Linked DNA regions of Sus scrofa: region 1 is linked to region 2. The links are chromatin contacts, called in public HiChIP or PLAC-seq maps. All regions are on one chromosome and are shown on one strand. Each heading gives the region's core, a stretch centred on a gene start, on an enhancer-like site or on the middle of the called end of the contact. The rest is flanking DNA. Distances are from core to core; before and after follow the strand shown.

Evidence for each region. HiChIP or PLAC-seq counts read pairs in DNA pulled down with a chosen protein or histone mark.
Region 1: an H3K27ac HiChIP or PLAC-seq map of alveolar macrophages shows a contact between it and region 2. The contact joins two enhancer-like sites. A contact is called at or near these places in 2 of 47 Hi-C or Micro-C datasets (embryonic fibroblasts and fibroblasts) and 1 of 2 datasets of contacts at active chromatin or transcription factors (alveolar macrophages).

Annotation. Positions count from the first base shown.
Region 1 is chr6:153,141,112-153,148,771 of Sscrofa11.1, reverse strand. FGGY (FGGY carbohydrate kinase domain-containing protein) reads left to right here. Exons shown (of 16, transcript XM_021097811.1): 5 at 7,065-7,153. Among named protein-coding and RNA genes, the nearest start is that of FGGY, 68 kb to the left of the region's middle. Within about 2 kb of position 3,146, at least 31 of the 83 cell types and tissues checked have an H3K27ac peak or open chromatin away from gene starts, as enhancers often do. A contact at or near this core is called in alveolar macrophages, where this site is marked.
Region 2 is chr6:152,772,311-152,779,377 of Sscrofa11.1, reverse strand. All of the region lies in intron 14 of FGGY (FGGY carbohydrate kinase domain-containing protein), which reads left to right. Among named protein-coding and RNA genes, the nearest start is that of HOOK1, 66 kb to the right of the region's middle. Within about 2 kb of position 2,002, at least 1 of the 83 cell types and tissues checked has an H3K27ac peak or open chromatin away from gene starts, as enhancers often do. A contact at or near this core is called in alveolar macrophages, where this site is marked.

The DNA of each region.
Region 1 (7,660 bases), core at 1,897-4,396, 370 kb before region 2:
AACAACCTAAATGTCCATCGACAGAGGAGTGGATAAAGAAGATGTGGTGCACAATGGAATATTACTCAGACATTAAAAGGAACGAAATACCAGCATTTGCAGCAATATGATGGACCTATAAATTATTATGCTAAGTGAAGTTAGACAGACACCAGCATCATATGCTATAACTTACATATGGAATCCAAAAAAAAACCAGACATAACTTTTTTGCAGAACAGATCCTGACTCACAGACTTTGAAAAACTTACAGTTTCCAAAGGAGACAGGTTGGGGGCTGGGGGTATGGGCTGGTGTTTTGGGATGGAAATGCTATAAAATTTGGTTGTGGTGATCATTTTGCAACTATAAATGTAATAAAATTCAATGAGTCAAAAAATAAATGGAAACTAAGGAAGAGGAGCTTGGAAAGGAGACAGAAAAGGAAGGATTAGAAGAAGGGCATGGAGGAGTCCAGGAGAAGGGGGTGGTTCAGAAGACCTCCTCACTCTGTTTGTCCAGATCTTCTACTTTTATCTCGTGTCTGTTGTAAGACCCCACCCACTCCCAAGCCTTCTCTTCTCTTAGGACCCTTCCTTCCAGAGACAATTCCACCTTCTAGTAACTGTGTTTTCTAACTCACCATAGCATCCTTCTCCATTCCTCCTCCTCTATTTTACTGTACTTTAGGGATGTGGAGCCCTCAACTAGTACTGGGCTGGGCATAAGAAATCTACATGTTAGTCTGTCTTTCCATTTATTTGATGAGTATCCTTGGAACAGTTGTTATCCCTTTATGGGTTTTAGTTTCTTCATCTGCAAGGTGAGGTTTATAACTTCTTGCCTTCCTCGCCTTGAAGAATTATACAGATCAGATGAGATCATGCATGTCAGAGCACTTTGAAACACATGAAGCTCTGCAGCAATAATTAGAGTGAGCCGCGTTGACTTATCAGACACTCCACCTTATTTCATTTAACCCTCACAACATCCTTTGAGGTTGATGCTAGTAACGTGGCATTTGAGGAAACAGGGGCTTAGAGAAATTAACTTGCCTAAAGCTACACAGCTGGGAATTGATGAGGACAATAATCAGACTCAGGTCTGCCTGACTCCAGAGTTCTTAGAGCCCACATACCAAAGCCTTGTTTTCCTAATGCATGTCATGGTATCACATTCCTGGACAAAGCCTGCTTTGGAGAATAGGATCAGTTTTCATACAAATGATAACATTTTTACGGTTGGGAAATCAGCTGCAGTGTGGATTATAAATTGACCTTTCTGTACAACGGTAGGGCTTTAGGGGAGCTGGAGGGAGGAAGATGCACATATGTATCCAGTTCTTGAAAATTAAATAATTTAATGTACAGTGGGGAGCTCCCACTGTGTTGCACGGAGATCAGCGGCGTCTTCGGAACGCTGAGATTCGGGTTTGATCCCCAGTCCAGCACAGTGGGTTAAGGATCCAGCATTGCCACATCTGCTGCTTAGGTTGTGACTGTGGCTTGGATCTGATCCACGGCCCGGGAGCTCCATATGCCACGGGGCAGCCAGAAATGGGGAAACACACACACACACACACACACACACACACACACAAAATGGAATTATTTCTTTTTGCAAATAAATTCTGTGAAGTTCAGTCCTCCTCTCAGGGGGGTGATCTACCTTAGCATTTCAGAGTTGTGTTTCTTGGAAGTTGTTCTCAGCAGTAGCATAAGCATTTATTCTGCTGGACCTTTAGACTTCAGCTCAAATCTCTCCCCCCATGAAGTCTTTTTTAGTCACCCTGGCCTCAAAGCCCCTTCCTCTTCTGAACTCTGTGATTACTCATTAGAGGCAGATATATGGCCACACACACAAAATATTATGATAAAGTTATGAGGCTGACTCACCAAACCTTGCTATCAGGCTCATTACATTATTGTCATACATCATCTTATTAATTACCGTTTCCTTTGCACACGTCTTTCTCCAGCGTTGTTGTAATTTCATCATAGAAGTGTCTGACTTTAAATTTCTTTGTACCTCCTGAAACTTTTTTTTTTTCCCCACGCGTTAGCTGGCTTTTGCCCTACAGGAATTTGTCTTTTTGAGATGGATTTAAGTGTGTGAATATATAGCTAGGACACAGCAAGAGATGGGGGGTAAGGGTGACATTTGAGCTGCATTTGAATCAAAGGTAGATGTTTGATCATGAGAGAAGATGGGAAAACAGTCTCAGTAGAGACCTCAACAGGGGCAGGAAAATATGAAGAAGTACAGTGTGTTTGGGGAAGGGAATGAAATGAGGTGAGATCAGGGTGGGGAGTGGCTAAGAGAGGGGGCAGTGAGCCCAGAAGAATTCATAAAAGTCGTGGCCAAGTTGGAGCTAGGTTGTCAAGTGTCCTGTGAGCCATGTCAAGCAGATAAAATGTGATTCTGGGCCACGAAGAACTGCAGGACCACTTTAAGCAAAGAGATGTCACCTTTGTGCGATGCCTCTGGTAGCACAAAGCTCTCAGCATATCTGTCTGACTGAAGTATCTCCAGCGTTTGGTCTCTTTCTCTGTGTATGAGAGTTTGAAACACAATTGTTTCATTCATTCTGGGAATTTTCGGGTTGGGGATTATGAACATGTTTTTCAGCATTTTTTTTTTTCTTTTCCCCAAAGAGTGAGCTTAAGGATTGAGTTTCTTCCTGAAACATCTTTCCTCTCCGGGTTATCAGCCTGTGCCCTGATTCACAGTCCTGGGTGGCGTGAGGATCAAGTTTTGCTTTTTGTTGGGTAGTTGTGCTGGAAAACAACATCGTGAGTATTTGGGATGTTCTGGCAGGATCACTTAGTGGGAGGAGAGTTTCATTCACTGCACACAGCAGGGAGCCCAATAGCTTCCCTTTGCAAGTCATAGCAAAACACTTAGATGAGCCTTTTTTAATTGGCCAGCCCCTTCTTTCTCATGCTGTTCCTAGAGCCTGGCGTCTCCCAACATACTTTGCAGTGTCTGCTTCATCTTCCACTCCTCACCCCAACACCCCCCTCCAGGTTCCCTTGGGATCTGGAAGCCAGCGGAGACCTCACCCCCTCCCTGGACAGGACAGTGAGAAGGCATGGAAGAGGGTTCCAGCTCTGTGCCCCAGCCTGGTGGGCTGGCTGCTGCCTGGCCCTGAATCTTGGATCTATTACTCCATCTCCGCCCTCTGCTGAGCCCTGCAGCTGTGTGTGTTTTGAGTGGTAGCCACCTCCCAAGAAAGGCTGTGGTTTTATGAAGTAATAGATGATTTTATAAAAAAAGAGTTGTTCTCTTTGGTTGCTTTCAAGCCTGAGGGATCGCTTAGCTCAAAGGATTGTTATTGGAATGCGGGAGCCTCTATTGCCAAGTCACACACCCCAATCACTGCTGATTTCTCTCCCTCTCTCTTTTTTTTTTTCTTTCTTCTTTCTTGAAAAGACTAGTTTTTGTTAGTTGCTTGGTAACTGGGACATAGACTTTGCTCCTTCAGCACAGAGAGCTCTGCTCCTCATTTGAATCCGATTCAGTGCTTACACAGTGAGGTGTGCCTGACATTGGCATGCGCTGGGGACATGCTCTGTGTTTCCTGTAACCTGTGCACCATTTGTGCCCGGAGGTTGTTATCAAGGTCTTAGAATTTAAGTGAGTTGCCCCGGATTGAAAGTGAGAGCTCTAATATTAGGAAAAAAAAAATTAAAAATATGTTGGGGAGGGCTTTTCTTTGTTTTGTTTTGGTTTTTTGTTTTTCTCTCTGTAAAGAATGGTAAAAGCTTCCATCACGATGCTTCCAAAAGGCCAAAACCCACAGCTCTGCTAGATCTGGGAGCCTTCGGGTGGTGACTGTGGCCTGGGCAAAGGAACTGTCACCTTAGAGCAGGAAGCCCTGGGCTATGACCTTGTCGTTCAAACCTAAGTTTCTACATCCTTTGTAGGCACCTGTCCCCCACCGCCGCCCTGAGAATCCAAGGAGAGGAGGTGTGCGGGGGCACTCTTGTAAGCTGTGGAAGGACCTACGAAGAGAATCACCGTGTCTGATGCAAGCCCAGTGGTTCCAAGGGTAGATTAATTCAGTAACATCGAGACCCTTGGCTGTGGTTGTCCTCTCTGGGGCGAGGGAGAGATGGAGAGATTTTCCCATGGCCCTGGATTAAAAATCCATCCACGGGGGCTCATAGGCCCTTTGCCAATCTAGCATGTGATGACTAAGCACTTGTGAATCATGGAGCTCAACTTCAGAACAGCATGGGAACCTCGTAGGTAGTGTCAGCATCTCCAAGTAAGGGGTCAGGCTCCTGGAAAAAGTCCCACTCGTCCAGGCAGACTCTTCCCCCACTTCCCTCTGCTGGCCAAGCTTCAGACTTTGCTTTTGTGGGGAAGGCAGAGGGTACACACTGCTGCTGTCTTCTCCCCAGAGACCCTGTGCATCCTTTTAGGGAAACACTCCTCGCAAGTTTCTCATCCTGTGGGGAGGTCGCGCCTCGGCTCAGTGAAGCCAGCGTTGTCTCAAGAAAAGATGACGCTGCCTGGCTGCCTTGCACCTCCTGCCCCCAGCGTGTCTCTTTCTGGCAGGAGGCCTGCAGTTCTCTTCGAGATATTCTGCCCGGGTTCCATTGTCCGCGGCAGCGGCTGTCCGCAAGGCTCCAGGCTGAAAGCTCTCATTCTGCAGGGTCTTTAGTGGCCGTACACAAGATCTAACAGAAGCAGTTGTTTTCGGAGTTGAGGAGGACAGCTTGGCCTTGGCTGGAGGCACTGGTTGTTGCTGCATTGGTTTCGTGGTTTATTTCTCATTGGCCTTGGATTTCTGGAGTCTTTAGAATGAGGCTTTTCTCCCTGAGAACTGATCACCGAAACCACAAAGCACATGGAAAGCGATTTGGGGGACTACCCAGAAGACATACTAGTTGTTTGACTCATAGTTTCAAAGGCTGCCATTTGCTGATTGGGACCTATTTGTGTATGGAGATACTGCTAGTTCAGAGCTGTGTCAGGCATCTGTAGTCAACGTTAAGTGCTGCTTTGTCCAACCTTAAGATGTACAAGTGTTCAAAGGAAAGTTTAGCCCTTTCTAGATGTAAGGTCTCACCCAAATGCTTAGGAATTTAAAACAAATAACAACAGTGACAGAGAATGGGCTTAACACTGTCTTTTCCGTCTAACCCCTTTTGATGTTACTCTTGTTTCAATGGGACCCTGCTTCTGGGTTAATACTCAGCTTCTTTGATGTACGTAGGTGTCTGTGTTCAGATAGCAGTGATAGGAAAGGGGAAAATAGGAAGAACTCATAGAACTGGAGGGCAAATGTAGATAAAGGCCAGTAGTACATCTGTAAAATTGATGTAATAACTTTTGTATTGTTCTAAGGAGGTAAGACATGTGGAAACCCTTTGTCACCTCTGAAGCACCCCTCATACGGGGGAGGTTGGAAGGTAAAACTGAGCAGTTTGTCCAGTTGTCCAACACATATTTATTGAGTGCCTGCTATGTGCCACCCACTAGCAGATACTGAACTATGTCTCTTTTGAAACTTCTGCCTTGTTGCCTTTAGGTTCCCAAAGTTACCCTTGTTCTTATGATACATTCCTTGTTGTTCCAGCCTCTTGGGGAGGGCATAATTGAAATCGGGTCATGGAGGAGTTCCCCTTGTAGCTCAGCAGTAATAAACCTGACTAGTATCCATGGGGATACTGGTTTGATCCCTGGCCTTGCTTAGTGGGTTAAGGATCTGGTGTTGCCGTGAGCTGTGGTGTATGTTATAGATGAGGCTTGGATCTGGCATTTCTGTGGCTGTGGCACAGCCGGCAGCTGTAGCTCGGATTTGATCCCTAGCCTGGGAACTTGCATATGCCGTGGGTGTGGCCCCAAAACAAAACAAAACAAAACAAAAAGAAATCAGGACATGGAGAGTTGCCTGGAGAAGGCATCTGTCTGCATTCCTCTTCTCTTTATGAAGTTCTGCTTCACCAGGTCTCTGGCAAAAAATGGTCACTTCACAGTTTCCAAGTTTTTGTCACCCTAAGTCCACTCATAGGCTGAAGTTAAATGACTCCATTTGGATCCTGATTCTAAATTCCTGGGAGAAGGAATCTGAGTGGCTCAATTAGGGCAGATGTTCACTCCTCGTCCAGTTAAGTGTGTAAGGGGACTGGAGTCGTGCCATTTCTACCCCACAGCTAGGGGTACAGTCCTGAGTGGGGGAGGATGGGAGATAGTCATGGAATATCGTGGTGCATGAAACTGACAAAGTCCTTGACCTCATAGAGCTTACAGTCTAGCAGGAGAGAAAGACATGAGGCAGATACTTGCGGAGTGATATGGATTGTATAATAGCCAGACCTCACCTGAGTAGGAGACCCTGGAAGATCTTCCCAGGGAAGGGAAGATCAAGTTTACCAAAGGGGGCAGGGCAGTGTGGACCCTGGGAAGGAACAGAATAGTGGGTGAAGAAGAGTGTTCCAGACAGAGGTGGTAGAGGAAAGAAAAAGCCCAGTGACAAGAAAAAAAAAAAAAAAATCTGACACCATTGGCTGGGTGGAAGAAAGTGGAAGAAACAAATGTTTCAAAACATGTATAAGCATAGCTTGATTCCCTACCATTCTCTCCGGCTTAGAATAGAAGTTCTTTGTGGGCAGGGACTGGCATTCCCCTTGCCTTTGGAACCAGTTGGCACACAGAGACTTTTTCATGGCAGGACACATTGCATTTTATCAGGTAATTTCTCAGTGTGGTTTTTCTCCCCCAGTTCACAGCTGTTCAACTTCGAAATCTTATATGTCTTGAAGCATATCCTCTTGCCCTTCAGTGGAAAGATGGATTACATCCCTCGCTGAGTGTGCTTCCTCCAGCTCCAGGTTGGCAGAGAGGAATAAAAGGGAAATTATCACTGTTTTTGGAAGGATCAATAATGGCCAATTTTTCCTTTTAGTATAATACTGCTTTTATATCATCCCCTCTTCCCAGTCCCTGAACAGATGTTTTATTGGGCATTGTTGGCTGTGCTTTTGTTTTGAAAAATTTGAAGCATTATTGAAAGAGGAGAGGGAGAGGAAAAAAAATAGCCCGTAATTGATTCTAATATATATTTAATTTGGCAGAACTTGAGAGAGACTTGCTGGGATAAGGCGGGACATTTCTTTGATCTCCCAGACTTCTTATCGTGGAAGGCAACAGGTGTCCCAGCACGGTATGTTAATTACAAGTTGGATTTTATTTGTGTTCATCCATTCTCAGGTATATGTATATATATTGCTTTCTTAACTCACTTTGACTGGACGTACTGTTTGTACATCTGCATGCGATTTTGCATACTTGAAACATCTTGAATCTATCTTCCACCTCCACTGCACATGCCCAAACACCATGGTTCCTCAGAGGCCTGGAATGTGGGTATCCAAGGTGAAGACCATTCATTAAAATTGGACACATTTAAAGGAGACGTACCTAGTTCATCATGAAATGTGACTTTTTTTCCAAAGACACTTTTTACTTGGGGAATAAAAGGAACTTTTTTTTTTTTTTTGGCCTCTAAAATTAAGGCAAGAGATAGGTTTTCCAAGAAAGCTGATTTTTACTTTCACTAGGTTATGAAACTATTTTGCTTTTTATAAAAACATACATGAATCATGCCAGAGTATAGAGGACTGTATGTTAAAGTCAACAATATTTTTCAATACATTATGAGTGATATACA
Region 2 (7,067 bases), core at 753-3,252:
CGTTATTGCCTCTCACAGTCAAAAAATTTTAAAGGTGGCTATCCTGTCATCTTCTCAGCAGCCACCTCCTCCTTAACCGAGGATGACCTGCCTTACACTTCCACAAATCCACCACACTAGTGCTAGTCGAGGTCACTGATGCTAACCTAGGCCGTGTCCAAGCCTTACCCTGCTTTACCCTTAGCAGCATTTTGCAACTTGGATCACTCCCTTCATTGAAACACTTTTCCATTGACAACATACTTTCCTGATCTTCCTCTCACTATTCTGCTTTCCAGATTCCTTTGCCAGCTCCCCTCTCTCCTCTACCCCGCCTTTTATGTTGGTCTTCTATGAGATTTTGTCCCTCTCATCCATTTCTTTTTTTTTTTTTTTCCATCCCATCCACTTCTAAGGACTCATGTTCTATCTATATGTCAGCAGCTCTACAGCTGTCTTCATAGCATCTCCACTTGAAGGGCCCACAGGCATCTCAATTTAAACATGTGCAGATCTGAACTCATCATGTCCACCTTTGCCTATGAAAGTAACAAGTACTAGCTTAGGCCATGGCATTATTGGTAAATGACCCCACATCTGCTTAGTCACTCCTGCCAGAACTTCAAGGACGTTCTGACCTATCTTCTCTTGTCCTCCCGCCTCAGTCTCTCCAGGTCTCTTTCTAAACGACATCTCATATTTCTTGAATTCTTCCACTTTGCTTTAATTCCACAGTCACTGCCATGGTCCAGGATGCCAGCATTCTCACCCAGACTGCTCCAGGGACCTCTTGAATGGTTTCCCTGCCTCCACGTTTACTCCTCTCTAATCCATTCCCTACACATTACTCAAAGTGATCTCTTACAAATTTGAATAGGGCAGCTCTGGCTTAAAATTCTCCAATAGCTTCCCCTTGACTTTGGCATAATGTCAGAAACCTTTAACATGATTTTCAAAGGCCACCCAAAATCTGATTCCTGCCTTCGTTCGTAGCTTTATCTCTTAGCACTTTTTCTCTTCACTCTTTCTACTCCAGCCATCTTGGACTTGTTTTAGTTCTATGAATGCACCATATTATCTTGATTTGGGGCCTGCAAATACGTACTTCCTTCAGCCTGGGACCGTCTTCACCAACTTGATTTACCTGTTTCTCCAACACCTTTTGAACCTTCAGATATTTCGTTAAGCCCCCAATCTAGTATTGTCTTCTCTGACCCTCTCTATTGCACCTGTGTTTTTCTACTAGACCCTAAACTCCATGAGGTCAAGGATCAGAGCTACCTGATAACACGGATGTATCCCCAGTGCCTAGGACAATACCTGGCAATGACAGGTACTCAATAACTACTTGCTGAACAATAAAATAGTATCTGGCTCAAAGTTCCCATTTTGGAGACAGGAAAACTAGGATCCAAAGAAAGGAGGCAACTCATTCAAAACTATAGAGCCCAGATGAAGACGAATAGAGGACCAGAGCCTCTTGATTTCCAGATCCCTTCTCTTTCCAGTACAGCATGTACTTGTCAATAATTTAGTAACCAAAGGGAAGCAGACTGAATTCCCAATGTCTTGTGAAAGCCAGAGCAAGCTTGTGTTTATAAACACAGCTGACATAGTTGTTGTTTTCTTTGTTTGTTTTAAGTAAAAGGCCTGGAAGTCCAACCCAAAAATAAAGTCCACATTTCCAAGTACGGGCTCCTACGTCTATTCCCTCCAGCCCCCCATTCTGCTCATTGTCCATCTTTCCTCCCCTCATTGACCAGAGCCATCAGCTGGTATTCAGAGTTGAATGATTCCTTCATTCTGTTTCCTGTCAGAGTTCTTGGCCTTCTTTAATAGAAATTGATAAGAGGCCAGACAAGAAATTTAGACAAGGCTTTATTTCAGGTTCCCTCTCTCCTTCCCAGTTTCCTTCCAGCCCTTCTTGTCTTTTGGGTGCTTTGGTGCCACCCTTGGTCTCTCCAAGTCCTGGTTTTAGACTGAACCACTCTGCTTGCCTTCTTCCTCTAAAGTTGATTTGAAATGCATTATGGCTTAGCCAGAGGCCCTTGTACCATCAACCAGTTTAAGGCCGGCCCCAAAGGCTAGACCAGGGTGTCTATGCCCCACTTCTTTTTTTCTTTGCTTTTTTTAGGGCTGCACCCATGGCATATGGAAGTTCCCAGGCTAGGGGTCGAATCAGAGCTACAGCTGCTGGCCTATGCCACAGCCACAGCAGCTCGGGATCTGAGCCACATCTGCAACCTACACCACAGCTCACCGCAATGCCGGATCCTTAACCCACTGAACAAGGCCAGGGGTCAAACCCTCAACCTCATGGTTACTAGTCAGATTCATTTCCACTGTGCCACAACAGGAACTCCTCCAACTTCTTTTTTTTTTAATGATTTTTTATTTTTTCCATTATACTTGGTTTACAATGTTCTGCCCCATTTCTAATATGTTTTGGAGATCCTAAACATAGAGCTTTAAGGCGTGTGGAGGGAGAGATAGATGGATAGATAGCCTGTGTCTTAGATAATTTGGTTACTTACCAGCCTAAACATAAATTGACCCTAGTGACCACCCAGTATCCCTTGCAGCACAGTCGTTGTCTACTATGTTAATGCTGTCATATTTTGATTCTTTGCTGCCGATTATGGTTCCTGATCTGTTGGCCAAGGAATCTACCCAATACAAAATTAACTTTGAAGCAGGAAGTGTACCTTTCCTGAGAGCTTTTAGGATGTTGCATTTTCTAGAGTTGCAATCTCCCATTGGCTCACTCCATCCTAAACAAAGTTCCTCCCTTGCAGTCATAAATGAAGCATATCCTGGCTAAAGAACTTTGTGGATTAGAGCGACCGATTGACTTTGGCAACTAAAGGAGTAGTAGAGGTGATTCCTGTTCATCAATGTGTTTGGTTTAATAGATGGGGCCCTTCTTCTATATAAAGAAGAAATTAGAGTCAGAAGAAATATATCGATTAGAAGAAAAGGACGTCATTGAGATTCTGGAAATTACCAGCAGGTGAAGAGGACATTTGGTGGGAATCATGGGGCAAAGTGGAGAACTGGATTAATGGGCAGTTGAGGTCAGAAGGTGGCTATTGGAATGCTGTAACCACTTTGAAACCACACACCTCAAGTGTTGAATGGATCTTATAAACAGATGCTGAAGCCTTACATGATGATGACAAACCTCCAGATGGATATGGAGACTGAGATCTAAGCCTTAGCCTCATTTACCATCAGCAAGAAGCTGATGATGACAGCAGTGAGCTGCAGAGGAGAGAGGGATGATTGTATCTGTATCATTGGGTGGTATCAACCTCAGAGCAGCAGGGCTATTGCTTGCAGATGGAGGAGTAATCATCAGGAAATGATAATGAGGAGCCATTCGAATAGTAACGCCCACCACCTTCCCCAGCCTACCCACTCCACCAACCTGAAACATACACCCAAGTGATATATATTAATTCTAACTTTTAATAATGTTTCTGGGAAAATAAGGTTTGTTTCATTTGATGGGTAAATAGTAGTAGTGGTGATAATAATAACCACAACTGTACTTTTAATCATTCATTCCATAACAACAGATCTACAAAATTGGTATTCATATTCCCCTTTTTCTTTTTCATTGAGACTCAGCACGTTAAAAGGCAGAGCTGGGTTTTGAATCACAGTATCTATACCGTCAAAGCCTTTGTTCCACAGTGAGTGGTTAAGAGTAGAATTCCAAAACTGAATGTCTCCTTACCTTTCAGTTGGGGATATAAAGTAGCTAAAGTGTTTAGCACAGTGCTGGGCTGTAGTAAGTGCTCAATAAATGGTAGCTGCCACTATTATTGTTGTTGTGTTATTATTTATGTTATAGCTCACTGTAGTAATTTATGTTCTCAACCAGAAACATCAGCAGGACCATTTCTTTTCCAGTCAATAATAGATTATTAGATGGGTGATAGCTTGCAGTTTTGAAGTCTATAATCTATCTAATGCTTTTAGCAAGAATCTTGATCTTTTGGCTTTGAGGAAACCGATAAGAGGCAAGTCAAACTCATGTAAGTAGAATGAATACTTGTTCAGCTATTCATACTAAGGCCCAACCCCTAAGGAGTCAGGCCATGTCTTTGGACTGAAGCTCAAAATATCACAGTAGAAGGTAGACTTACTTGTCGTGGAACCTCTCCTCTGTGCCATGTTTGCTGTGACTGAGTTGGACTGAATCTCTGCCTTGCTGGTGAAACACGGTGGACATATCCCCTCTTAGAGTGGATCTAGTTGTTTAAAAAAAAAAAACCCCTAATAAAATGTACCATTGGGAGTTACTGGTTCACTTGTCAACTGAGAGTTAATCAAAAAGAGACATGTACATGGAACCAACAGATTGCAGAGCTGGCAAAGACTTTAGAAATAATTTAATCCAACCTCTTTATTTTGCTGATAAGGAAAGTGAGTCCCAGGGAGGGGAAGGGTCTTACTCAGGGTCATACAGCTGGCAGTAATTTTGTTTCAAAAATTAATATGAACAATCTTTCCATACATGAATGAATCCATCTTTCTGCCTTTGTAAGCACAATATCATGACTGTAATTGAATTTGTCTTTGATGGTGGAGAAAGTAAGCTTTTAGAGTTTTACAGGGTCCTAAAGTCATCAAATTCAGATAAATTGTCATGAACTAATGCTGGAGATCTGCCTGTTGGCTGTGACCTCCTCCAGGAATGGCTCTGGTCTTATTCATAAGTTAAAGCAAGTTTCAAATCCTAGCTAAGCCATTTACTAACTTAGGGACTCTAACCTCTCTGAGCCTCTATATCCTCAGTATGAATTTAGATAATAAGACCTACATTACAGAGTGTTTGTGCACATCAAATGATTCTGATATACACCGTGCCTCACCAAAATAGACATTTACATTTAAATGTATACTTTCAACTAACCTTTAGCTAATGTCCTGCCAAAAGCAAGGTATACACCGATGAATAAGAAAGACAAGAAACTTGGCTTCACAGAGCTTAGGTTCACAAGGGATGATTTGAGATGAGGGCCAAAGGAAGAAGTAAACAGAAAAGGAGGATGAAGATACATTAAAATATAATTTCAGGCCATGCTAAATGCTGTGAAGGGTTTATGAAGACAAGAAAATGAGATCACGTGATAGATGGGTTTGGGAGAGGTAGGCTGTTTCAGCCAAAAGTGACCGAAGGCATTCTGTTTGAGATTATATTTGAAGAAGACCTAAATCATAGGAAAAAGCCAGTCTCAGATCCAGAAGAGCATTCCTGAAACAGACATGAAGGCCCTGGGTGGGAGCAAACTTGCCACGTTGAATCAGCAGCACCATAGCTATTGCATTTCCAGAATGGCGAGCACAGTGAGCAAGATATGAGGTGAGGTCGAAGATGTCTGCACAAGTATGACCTTAAAGTTCTATCTAGGCCATCTGAGGAAATCTGAATTTTATCCAAAAAGCAATGTGGTCTGTTTCTCTTCTGTAGATAGGTTCATTTGTGCCATATTTTAGATTCTACATATAAGTGATGTTATATGGTATTTGTCTTTCTCTTTCTAATTCACTTCACTTAGTACAAGAATCTCTAGTTACAGCCATGTTGCTGCAAATAGCATTATTTTGTTCTTTTTTATGGCTGAGTAGTATTCCATTTTATATGTTTAGAATGGATAAACAATGAGGTCCTACTATACAGCACAGGGAGCTCTATCCAATCTCTTGGGATAGAACATGATGGAAGATAGTATGAGAAAAAGAATGTATATATATGTGTGTTATATATATATTGCTCTATGCTATGCAACTATGCTATATATGCTATATATATAACACACATATATATGCTATATATATGCTATATATGTGTGTTATATATATATTGCTCTATTGCAACTATGCTCTAATAAAAATAAAATTAAAAAGGAAAACAATGGGGAAGTTCCCATTGTGGCTCAGCAGGTTAAGGGCCCAGTGTTTTCTCAGTGAGAATGTGGGTTCGATCCCTGGCCTCACTCAGTGGGTTAAGGATCTAGTGTTGCCACAAGCTGGGTGTAGGTTGCTATGCGGCTCCCATCTGGTATTGTTGTGACTGTGGAGTAGGCTGGCAGCTGCAGCTCCAATTTGACCCCTAGCCCGGGATCTTCTATGTGCTGCCACATTTGCTCCCATAAAAAGAAAAAAGAAAAAAAAGAGCAGTGGGGGTCTATTACAGTCTTTAGGAATGAGAAGTGTTAAACCACAGTGAGAGACTATGATATAAAAAAAATAAATATTTGATCTCTGTGCTTGATTCCTGGCACTCAGCTCCTAAACCCTGGGACTCTGGAGTGAAGTGTGTCTTTTGTATACTAATAAGATGTATACTAAGAAGCATCAACACAGGGGCGGATCACCAGAAAGACTCAGTTATGATTAGAGGGCTGGAATTTTCAGCCCCACTCCCTGACCTCCAAGGAGGGGAGGGGGCTGGAGACTCAGCTCATCACCAATGGTGAGTTTATTATACCTATATAATGAAACCCCCATAAAGCCCCCTAAACAGCAGGGTTTGGGCAGCTTCAGTTGATATGTCCCAGAGAGAGCACGGAAGCTCTGTCCCCACCCCCATCACTCCTTGCCCTGTGCATCTCTTCCATTTGTTCCAGAGTTATATTCTTGATAATAAATGGGGCATAGCAAGTAAACTGTCTTCCTGAGTTCTGTGAGCCATTCCAGAAAACCTGAAGTGGGAGGGATGATCATGGGAGCCCCCAGTTTATAGCTGGTCAGGCAGAAGTACAGGAGGCATGTAACTGGCATTTGAAGTGAGGGCAGTCTTGTAGGACTGAGTCCTTACCCTCTGGAGTCTGACACTAAACTCTGGGTAATGAGTGTCAGAGCTGAATTGTTGAACACCACTTGGTATCTGGAGAGTTGGAGAATTGATTGGTGGGAGGAACCCAAACATTTGGCGCCAGAAATATTGTGGGTAAAAATAGCTCACAGAAACAAAATCCAATTTACCTCATTTGTTGATCCTTCCAACAAATACTTAAAGATTGCCTATTCTGGCCAGGCGCGGTTTCTGGTGCAATGAATGACTCAAATAAAAGCCC